Linked DNA regions of Mus musculus: region 1 is linked to region 2. Evidence: chromatin contacts called from public HiChIP or PLAC-seq data. All regions are on one chromosome and are shown on one strand. The core of a region is the stretch at or near the end of the contact, and the rest is flanking DNA. Distances in the headings are between cores, read along the strand shown.

Region 1 (5,061 bases), core at 2,394-4,893, 140 kb after region 2:
TGGGAGTGCAGACTTGAGTAGAGGGGGAAAGATGAACTTTCAACTGGGTGTGTCCACCTGTCCTTTCTCCATCCCTTTGTTCCCTTGTCCCTGTGGGCACCGAGGGGAATCCCATCTCTGGCTGGGGACACTGGCACTGAATTCCCTCAGCCTGATCTTCAACGCTTGAAGTTTCCTTCCCTGGTCTTTCCTGAGCCTGTCTGGTAGTCACGGTGGCCTGCACGGTTGGCACACACAGGTGCGTGTGGGCTCAGATGCAGCCAAGTGGTGTATGAAGCGTAAAACCTGCAGCCGGGGAGTCGGCTGTCAGCTCTCTTTTAGATTCCTAGGCCTGGCAAGAACCCTGCTATCCAGTTCTTGGGCCTCTGTCCCACCCACAGTCACCCCCTCAGTGAACTCTGCCTCACAGTGAAAACCCCATCTGCATGCTGATAGCTCCATGACAAGAACCTGCCTGCTCTGCTTGTCCAGAAGTGTCAGGTGAACAAGCAGGGGTGAGTGGCTTCCTCTAGGGCTCTGCTAGGTTCACCTTGTCTCGGGGCCTCTGCAGGGCTGCACCTCAGCTCCTCTAGGTTGCATGGAGACTTCTGTTGACCATCCTTCACCTTTCTCGAATCTCACTGGGTCTGTTTCCCTGCATTTCCTGTCTCTCAGCACACTGACCATCCACCACAGGTTAGATTAAGCAGCTCAGACATGGAGTTTCCGATTCCAGAAAAGGCAGGCTGTGAGGCAGGTGCGAAGACAGTGCATTTTCCTGCCACACACTTTCCAGGTGATGGCTGGTCAATGGGTAAGCGGCTGTGGAGGATGACCAACGGTCTCTCAGGTGTTAGGTATGTGGCTGCAGCCCTTCCAGGGGTAACCTCGACTAAGAGAAAGTCCAGCCAGTGCTCACACTGAAGCCCACCTTCACACCCATGTCAGACTGAGGCTAACAGCCCTGCTGAACCTGCTAGGACATGTCATGGTGGCGTGCATCTGAAACCTCAGCACTTGGGAGGCCCAGGCAGGAGGGGCAAGAACTCAGGACAGGGCTGGAGCCAGCCTGGACTACAAGCCTGGCTTCGTGGTTAAGAGCATTTGATGCTCTTGCAGACCTGAGTTTGGTTCCCAGCACCCACGTGGTGGCTCACAACGTCTGTAACTCACCCCAGTTCCAGGAGATCCGATATCTTCTTTTGGCCTCTGTTGGCACTATGTTCTCACGTGGTATACCACACTCATACACGTGAAATAAAAATAAATCTTTAAAATAAAATTCAGCTTGGGCTACATAGAAAGACAGATGGAAAATAAAGAAAAAAACAGGTGGACTCACTGGATCGAGTCACAAGCTACAGCCAAACTAGGGTTGCATATTACCTGGGACCACACCTGCAGGCGGCTTAACTACAGGCCATGGAAAGGTTAGGTAGAAGGGGAAAGACTCAGACACCAAAAAAGAAAAGCTGCTATGGGTAGACTGTCAGGTGAGGGGACCTCAAGGGAGAAAGAGCTATGGCTCCTGGCGAGAGGTCATATACAGCAACTCAGTTACTCTAAGTGTGTATGAACGTACTAACACGGCCTCGACATGCACAAAGCAAAAGCAAGCATATTGGAACAAGAAAGAGGTAAACATGGTAGGAGATGTGAGCGTTGTGTCCTCAGAACTTCTAGAACAAGTTGGAAAGAAATCAGTAGGACTACAAAGTGACTCAAGAGGCAATGAAGAAGGCAGACCTTGCGGACACACGGACACAGGTAACACGCTAATTCCAGAACTCTAGCACACTCCTTGATTTTTCTTTCTTGCTTGTGTCTGCGATACGAACCCTTGTATGTCTATGTTCAGGCATATGTGGACATACACGTGTGTGGAGGTGTGGCCACACCCACGTGCTCAGACGTGGATGCATGACACTGACGGGAGTCTTCCGTGGTCACTCCCCACACTGCCCTTTGATTCAGGGTTTCTACACTGAAATCAATATAGTTCCTCAATATGGCTGGCCTAGCTAGCCAACTTACTCTTGGGGGTGAGGTCCCCAGTTTCCAGATTCTGAACACTAATTACAGGCGTCAGGCCCAGCCCATAGTTGTTTAATGCCCCTCTCCCCAAAATGTCCTCCAACAAACAAAAACTGTTATGTGCATGCTGTGTGCGCCTGTGCAACAGTGAACATGTGGAGGTCAGAGGGCAACTCTGGAGGACAACTCTGTGGAGTTGGCTATCTTCTACTTTTCACTTGGTGTACTGGCCAGTTTATGTCAACTTGACACAAGTTCCAGTCATCAAAGAGACAATTGAAAAAATACCTCCACTGGGCTGCGGGCAAGCCTATAGGACATTTTCGTAACTAGTGATTGATGGGGAGGACCCAGCACACTGTGGGTGGTGCCACCCCTGGGCTGGTGGTCCTGGGTTCTGAGGAAGCCATGGGAGCGAGCCAGTCAGCAGCACCCGCCATGGCCTCTGCTTCAGTTCCAGGCTCCGGGTTCCTGCCCTGCCTGACATCCTGTTGTGACTTTCTTTAATGATGATCAATGATATGGCAGGGTACACTGAATAAACCCTTTCCTCCCCCATGTTGTTTTTGTTTTGGTCATGGTGTTTCACCACAGCAACAGTGACCCTGACTATGACAGGTGGGTTCTGGGGACTCAGGCTGACAGGCTCCTGTGGTGAGTGTTTTAACTGTTAAGTCATCTTGCCAACCCAACAGGCTTCAGGTCAGAGCCAGGCTGAAACCTGTGATCCAAACCCTAAGGCTGGCCTCAGCCTCCCCTTGTGCCCAGGCCCTAAGCATGACGTGTGCTCTGAATTCATATATGCCTTCAGGCTGAGAGTATGGTCTCAGCCCTGGTCCTGCACCCTCTCTTCTGGCCTCAACTGTAAGGTGAATGCTGGAGCTCATATACTGAGTTATGAGGAGACAGGAGAAATAACACGTCATATGCAAATATGTGGCCAGACTTCTCCGAGGAGCCCAGGCACAGAGCAGGCCAGGGACTCAGACAAGTGGCTACAGAGGGGCTAAGGACCAGTCAGGCCGTCACAGGCAGCAGCTTCTAAGAAGCAGCAGGGTGGCCTGGCAGTCAGCTGAAGCTACACCACACAGGGTCTTCCAGGGCACTGGCTCTGGACTTGGCCTGTCGGGAAGATGATGGGACAGTGAGGCCTGCTCAGAAGATCTTGTCTGTACCAAGTACTCTAGGCCTCTGCCTCCCATGTATGGGTAGCAGCCTTCACTTCCCATCTGTGTAGACAGGCCGCACAGGCTGGGCAGTGTAGACAGGTTCTTGGGTTCAAGTCTCTGTACCCTCATGGTGCCTCACAATTGTCTGTAAGTCCAGTTCAAGGGGATCCGATGATTTCTTCAGGCTTCTGCAGGTACCAGGCACACAGGTAGCACACGGAGACAAACCTCCCTCTCTCTCTCTCTCTCTCTCTCTCTCTCTCTCTCTCTCTCTCTCTCTCACACACACACACACACACACACGTAAACGTTCTAAATTAATATTAGAAAAAGAAGGAGGAGGAAGAAGAGGAAGAGGAGGAGGAGGAAGAGGAAGAGGAGGAGGAGAAGCAGCAACCACCACCGAGGTTACTGGGCTGAGCTAGAGACACAGTTCCTCTTATGAAGTGAGTCTGCTGTACTGAGAGGCCAGGGTAGGAACAAATGGCCAATACCTGCTGGGGATTGGAGCTGAGAGCAGAGGGGCTGGCTGTAAGCCACTGCCCTGTCAGCCTGGACAAGTTGGGGGGTGGGGGGGAGAGGCAGAGTCGGAGCTAGTCCTGCAGTAAGGACCACCACTCCTGACCATGCTGAGGGGCCCAGTGGTCTCGATCTTCCGGCTCACCACGCCCAACACAGTAGAGAAAGACAAGCAGGTGACATGAAGCAGTTAAAAAAAGCCACCTAACCATTTTACTATAGAACAGCTGCAGGCATGCTGACAGTAACGTCCCGGGCACTGGGCTCCATGGTGCCTCTCACACACCAGCTGCTGTCCTACCCTTAGCCCTGTGTCTTGGAGCGTGACCTGGACACCAGCCGCAGGACTGAGTGTCAGCCTCAGGCTTGGCTCGTCATCCCAAGGGCGATGTCACTTAGAACTCAGAGATGACCCTTTGTGTTGCTCCAGCAGTTCCTCTAGGTGGTCCGCCCGCTTCACAGCAGCCTGCAACACATTTCAGTCAGGCCCTGGACACCCTGACCCTAGGCAAGACAATCACAGACCGCCCGAGGGACCCACCTCATGCTGTTTGCGGAGACTGTTCACGGCTGCCTCCTTCCTCGCTAGAGCCGTCTTCACCCTGCAGTGATGGGCATTCGGCTTCTGCACAGCCCCACCTTCAGTCCCAGGTCAGCCTGAAGGGTGGCCTCTTACCACCCAGCCTCAGCCCTGCTCCACCTTGACCGGAGCAGCCTGCCCTGGGCCACTGCCTCCATGACAACCAGACCCTAAGGTGGTTTTTGGAAGAGACGGGGTTGTGGCAGGGTGGAAGTCTCATTCTCATGTTAGGCACAGAGGCAGCCAGGCAGGCAGCCACAGCCCTGGGTAGTCCCTTGGAAGGACTAAGGAGACTCTGGGTGGCTACTGTCACCCTCTCTGCCGCTGGCTCTCTGCTGAACATCACCTGTTCCGGCCAGAACCCTGCCCACCTCCTCGGAGAAGCACATGTGGGTCTTTCCCAGCCCCAGAGCTAAGTGACGCCCAGGGGAAACGCCTAGCCTTCCTGGCACACAGACGGAAACCATGTGAGCTCCTGCCCGTGGGCTACACTGCTTATTTGGAAGAGACAGGAGGAGGCAGGACTGGCCTCCTGTGCCCCTACCTGCAGTGCTGAGCACCCACCTCCGGTGCACCTCGTCTAGCTCCACCTGCTGGCGGGCCTGCAGCTCTGCGAGCTCCACTTTCACCCTCTGGGTCTCCTCCTGGGAGGCTGCCAGCTGCTCTGCAAACTCCTGCCGTACCACCTGGGCCAGGCTGGCCCGCTCACTGCACATCTGTGTGTTCACCTGACAAGCAGGGGGCGCTGTGAGCAGGAAGGCAGGGTGAGGCCCCACCCCC
Region 2 (5,400 bases), core at 1,995-4,494:
TAGGAGCCTCCCCCTTCTGCCTGGGAGGGAATGGCTTGATGTTACCAGTCAGAGGAAATAGCTCACCAACCCACAAACACCAGTGCAGCCCAGCAGGCCTAGTTGCTTGTGGAAGCTTGAGGCCAGTGACCACAGGCTCGGCAGCACGAGGAGACACTTCCCCTGGCTACGAGGGGCAGGGCCTGCTAAGGCTGCTTTGTCAAGCTTCAGTGGTGAGTCTAGGAAGGGCAGAGTTGGTCTCATTTTTTTTTTTGGTGGTTCGAGACAGGGATTCTCTGTATAGCCCTGGCTGTCCTGGAACTCACTTTGTAGACCAGGCTGGCCTCGAACTCAGAAATCCACCTGCCTCTGCCTCCCAAGTGCTGGGATTAAAGGCTTGTGCCACCACACCCAGCTGGTCTCACTTTTTACCTTGGCGCCCAGCTGTACAGGGACCCACATACAGGGGCTCCCAAAGCTGGGGTGAAGGGTGATATAGCAGTGTTCCCAGTGTGTGTGATTGAACAGGAAACACCAGCTATCTAGAGAAGGAATTATCTGAGTATCTGTCATTCCTTGGTGACTATATTGATCACCCCAGAGTATTTTCAATCTGTGTTTCAGAACCATTTGGGTTTGGGCTGGTGTGGTGGCACATACTTCTAATGCCAGCATTGAGGTGGCAGAGGCAGGCGGATCTCTATGAGTTCCAGCCCAGCCTGGTCTACAGAGTAAGTTCCAGGGCTACATGGTGAGACGATGCCTCAAAAAATATTAAAAAAATAAAAAACAAACAAAATAAAACAAAACACTTTGTTCTCTAGCACTGACCACATTGTCCCCTTGTGCCTTGCTTAGGCAACTTTTTTTTTTTAAAGCATTTAACTTACATTTAGCTGTAAGGTGATTGGCGGAGGGAGGTTAAATATTTATTTTTATATTTTTGTACACACACACACACATGCCCACATACCCCCGTGTGTGTGCAGGCATCTGTGGAAGTGAGAAGAAGGCAACAGGTCCCAGCGTCTAGAGCCCTGGAAAGATGTGAGCTCCCCACCGTGAGGGCTGAGGACTGACCTCAGTGCTCTGGAAGAACAGCCGCTCTCCTAAGCTCCGAGTCAGCTCTCAGCTCTCCTAAGCTCTGAGTTAGCTCTCAGCACTGGGGAGCTGCTTTGGAGATGCAGTCTGGATCCAGACTAGCCTCACGGGTACGGCAATCCTCTACCCACCTCAGCCTTCTGTTAGGATGACAGGTGGGAGCCCCCCGTGGCTTAGCTGAAAGTTTGATGTTGTCCATAAGAACACATCCATTTGTCTGCATAGAAGTCTTCTGAACTCCAAGTGCGATGATATGCCAGAGGTAGTTCCCTGCTCTCCCAGACAGCCTCAGAGAAAGCCATCAGGCTCGCTGGGGAGTCCTGGTCCCAGCCATTCCTGGTTTTCCTTGGTTGTGTGAGAGGCAGACAGGCACACTTTCATTCCAGTTTCGACACAGGCCGACACAGACCACAGTGCATCATGCATAAGATCTGGACACTCCACAGAGAAGTGTCAGTTCTGGGATGGAGAGACTAAGAGAGCTTGCCGCTCGACTGAGGACCAGAGTTCAGATCACAGATAAAGAGCCAGGTGGCCCACAGTGCCCGCTGCTCCAGTTCCAAGGGATCAGACACCCTCTTCTGGCTTCTAACAGGATGAGCACAGGCATGCACATACAAAATAAATCAAGAAAGACAGATGGGCTGGCTTCAAATCTGAGGTGGAATGCATCCTCTCTGGGCTATTTTTCTCCTGTCTGAATGTGTCCAGTATGGAATGTATGCCTTACAGGAGCTCTCTGGTCTCATCTCCTCCCACAGCTCTGACCCCAGGTAGAACTTGGGTTCAAAACTGCACAGCAAAAAAGGACCGTTTACCCTGAGGCGGGTGTGTGTGTGTGTGGGAGGGATGAGCTGTAAAGGGGGCTGTATGTGTCCCAGGAAAGAATGAGCCTGGAGAGGACCCTACAAGTCCTAGGCCTCCCCTAAGTCACACAAGTGTGGATAGACCCTGAGAGTCAAGCTAGTTAGGGACCCACGAGCCATGGAAGGCAGCAAAACCTGAGATCTGAACTAGCTAGTGAGAGGGTCTGTAAAAACAGAAAAGACCGCTGGGAGGTGGTGGTGCACACCTTTAATCCCAGCACTTGGGAGGCAGAGGCAGGCAGATTTCTGAGTTTGAGGCTAGCCTGGTCTACAGAGTGAGTTCCAGGACAGCCAGGGCTACACAGAGAAACCCTGTCTCGAAAAAAAAAAAAAAAACCAAAAACAAACAAACAAACAAAAGACAGAAAAACCCAACATTCCCAGGCAGCTAATAGGATTGTAACAGACCAAGTGTGCCACTCAAACTGTCCCATTTACAACTCTTTTTTTGTTTTTGTTTTTGTTTTGTTTCTCTGAGTAGCTCTGGCTGTCCTGGAACTCACTCTGTAGACCAGGCTGGCCTAGAACTCAGAAATCCGCCTGCCTCTGCCTCCGAAGTGCTGGGATTAAAGGGGTGCACCACCACGCCCTGCCTCATTTACAACTCTTTAAGTAACTTGTCATACTAAGGACAGAGAGCATGCATGTGATTCCAAAGGAAAAGACAGTCCAGGCTGCAGAGATGGCCCAGGAGACAGGAGCAGCTGCTGCTCTTCCAGACAACCTGAGTTCAGATTCCAGCGCGCACACACACACACACACACACACACACACACAACACACACACACATACACACACACACAACACACACACACACACAACACACACATACACACACACACAACACACACACACACACAACACACACAACACACACACAAAGTTCCTGCATAAAGATGCTGTTAAAGAAAAAAAAATACTGTAGCAGAAAAACAAAATATGAAGAAAAAGACTCAAAATTAGCGAAAGGCATCAGTTTACAAATTTAAAAAATCCAACAAATACAATTTACAAATTGTAAAAATTCAAGGAAAACTGTGAGTCATCACAGTCACTGTGACAGGAACTGAAGCAAACCACCACACGGCAGCCATGCACAGGAAAGATGCCCGCGTGCGCGTGAGAGAGGCTGGGCAACCTCAGGGTTTTCATCAGAAAGAAGACTCAGCAAAACCGAAAGAGAAGCCGCTTCCACTCCAGAGCGCAGAGACCAGAAAAAGACCTCCAAGCCAGGCGAAGGAAAGGGAGGAGCCACCGTGCAACCCCGCCCGAAACATGCGGGGAACAGGCAGTGCAGATCTGCAAGTTCAGGAAACTACAGAAGAGGTAGCTGGGAGAGGAGACACTGTAGCCAGACCGTCTTAGAGAAGCAGAATGAAAACAGCGATGGTTAATGTGGTGGGGAGATAGAGGGGAAATCCTCTTCTGTTTAAACACTGACATATAAATGTGTATGAGAAAGAAAGCTGCGGTAAGCTGCGGTGAGAGTCTCAAGGTGCGACCTCCACGACTCTACAGTTCCTGTGTGTAGGTTGCAATCTTCAGTACGACAATTAAAATACCAAAGCCCCTGCAGATGCTGAGGCAGGAGGATCTCACTTTTTGTTTTGTTTTGTTTTGTTTTTCGAGACAGGGTTTCTCTGTGTAGCCCTGGCTGTCCTGCAACTCACTCTGTAGACCAGGCTGGCCTCGAACTCAGAAATCCACCTGCCTCTGCCTCCCGAGGCGTGCGCCACCGCGCCCGGGGATCTCACATTTCAGATCTGCTTGGTTATATTGAATTCGAGGCCAGTCTGAGCAATCTAGTGAGACCTTGCTTCAAAAGAAAGGATGGAGAGTCTAATGGAAGAATACTTGTGGGCTGTACTCTTCTGAAGGTCCCAGCAACCACATGGTGGCTCACAAACATCCATAATGAGATCTGATGCCCTCTTCCGGTGTGTCTGAAGACAGCTACAGTGTACTTCCATATAATAATAAACCTTTTTTTTTTTTTTTTTTAAAGAAGAATACTTGTGAGAAATCCTGGGGTTGGTTTCTAGCAACAAAGTAACGGCCTATAATTGACAAAGAGGGATGCAGCCAGAAAACCAATACATTAATTAAAATGGAGTATTCGAAGACTTGAAATACAAGGGAGCAGAGAGACAGATTGGGGGCTGGGGAGCACTGAGATCTATGAATTAGTAGACCCCAATCCAGGTTAATAGTTTTTCAAAGATTTAACTTTACTGGTGTGAGTGTACGCCACATGTGTGTGAGAGGGGAGACTGTCATGGCCTGAAGAGGACATAGGACCCTGTAGATCTACCGTCACAGGAGGTTGTGCTCCTGATGTGGGTGCTGGGAACTGAACTCCGACATCTGGATCACAGCAAGTGCTTGTGAGTCCTCTCTCCAACCCCAATAACTTAAAAAAAAAAAGTTAATCTGTGAAAACCACGCATGTGCACACAGCATGTGAGTGTGTGTGTGTGTGTGTGCCTGTGGAAAAACTTACTTTTTTTTTCCGTTTGAAGAAGACTTTGGACTAGAAGAGAAGTTGAACTTGAAAGCAGTGCTTAACAGGCTGAACTGGTAAGATCCTGAAAGATGGTGCTGAGTCGGGTTGTGGTTTAGCTCAAGGGCTTAGAGGGGAAGGATTGTTTTGTTTTGTTTGAGACAGGATCTCTCTGTGTAACCTTGGCTGTCTTGGGACTTGCCATGTAGATCTGGCTGGCTTCTAACTCACAGAAACCCACCTGTCTCTGCCTCCAGAATGTGTGTGCCACTCACTACACCCAGCTGGAAGCAAAGATTTTAACAGCAACTGGGCTAGAAGCCAGTTTTGTGCTGTTTTGGCAAAGAATGTGGCCGCTTTCTGTCCTTGTCTTAAGAATTTTCCAGAGGCTAGATTTAAAGTGATGGACTAATTTCTTTGGTGAGGAGATTTCAAAACAGCCTCATGCCAGCTCTGTCCCATGGTTGTTAGTAATCAACATACGCTGGTCATCAATGAAAATGAGCAAGGGGGGGGGGCAAAAATCAACTTGAGATGCAGTCTAAGGAGGAAAGGAGCAGCAGGAAATGTAATGGTGGAGGCAAGGCTTGGACTGACAGCAAGCACGAGGTTAAGGAGGAGGCAGAACCCCGGGCAGGCCCCCACCCAGCTGAATTCCAGCTTGTGAAAGCAAAGGGACTTAGGAAGAGACAAAAGCTGCTCTGTGTGATTCCTAGGGCCCGTCCCAAGCAGGCAGCCCACTAGCAGTGTTGTCCCTGTAGTCCTGGCATCATGAAGGATGTATATGTGAAGGGGTTGTGGAATTCTCTAAGGAGAGCTACTGAGGCCGGGCAACATGTGGCAGGGCAGTTCCCACAGGAAGGCCCTGAGAGGCCATTGCACGAAGCAGAAGTAAAGCCTGGGCTGTCAGAGATCCCAGGTGGTAGGGGTGTGAGAGTAGAGGTGCCTGCTGG

What was found. HiChIP or PLAC-seq counts read pairs in DNA pulled down with a chosen protein or histone mark.
Region 1: an H3K4me3 HiChIP or PLAC-seq map of bone marrow-derived macrophages shows a contact between it and region 2, with 2.8 times the contacts expected there. The contact joins two enhancer-like sites. A contact is called at or near these places in 2 of 39 promoter capture datasets (cranial neural crest and embryonic stem cells), 9 of 484 Hi-C or Micro-C datasets (the AML12 cell line, ECoMG myeloid progenitors, the HL-1 cell line and 5 more), 5 of 115 datasets of contacts at active chromatin or transcription factors (bone marrow-derived macrophages, microglia, pancreatic cancer cells and 2 more) and 4 of 9 other capture datasets (adipose tissue, embryonic stem cells, liver and 1 more).

Annotation. Positions count from the first base shown.
Region 1 is chr11:120,060,543-120,065,603 of GRCm38.p6, forward strand. It overlaps Cep131 (centrosomal protein 131), which reads right to left. Exons shown (of 26, transcript NM_009734.3): 24 at 4,846-5,009; 25 at 4,243-4,303; 26 at 3,888-4,167. The coding sequence ends at 4,093. Among named protein-coding and RNA genes, the nearest start is that of Aatk, 16 kb to the left of the region's middle. Within about 2 kb of position 3,644, at least 72 of the 459 cell types and tissues checked have an H3K27ac peak or open chromatin away from gene starts, as enhancers often do. A contact at or near this core is called in bone marrow-derived macrophages, where this site is marked.
Region 2 is chr11:119,925,312-119,930,711 of GRCm38.p6, forward strand. No RefSeq gene overlaps it. Among named protein-coding and RNA genes, the nearest start is that of Gm39485, 14 kb to the left of the region's middle. Within about 2 kb of position 3,245, at least 140 of the 459 cell types and tissues checked have an H3K27ac peak or open chromatin away from gene starts, as enhancers often do. A contact at or near this core is called in bone marrow-derived macrophages, where this site is marked.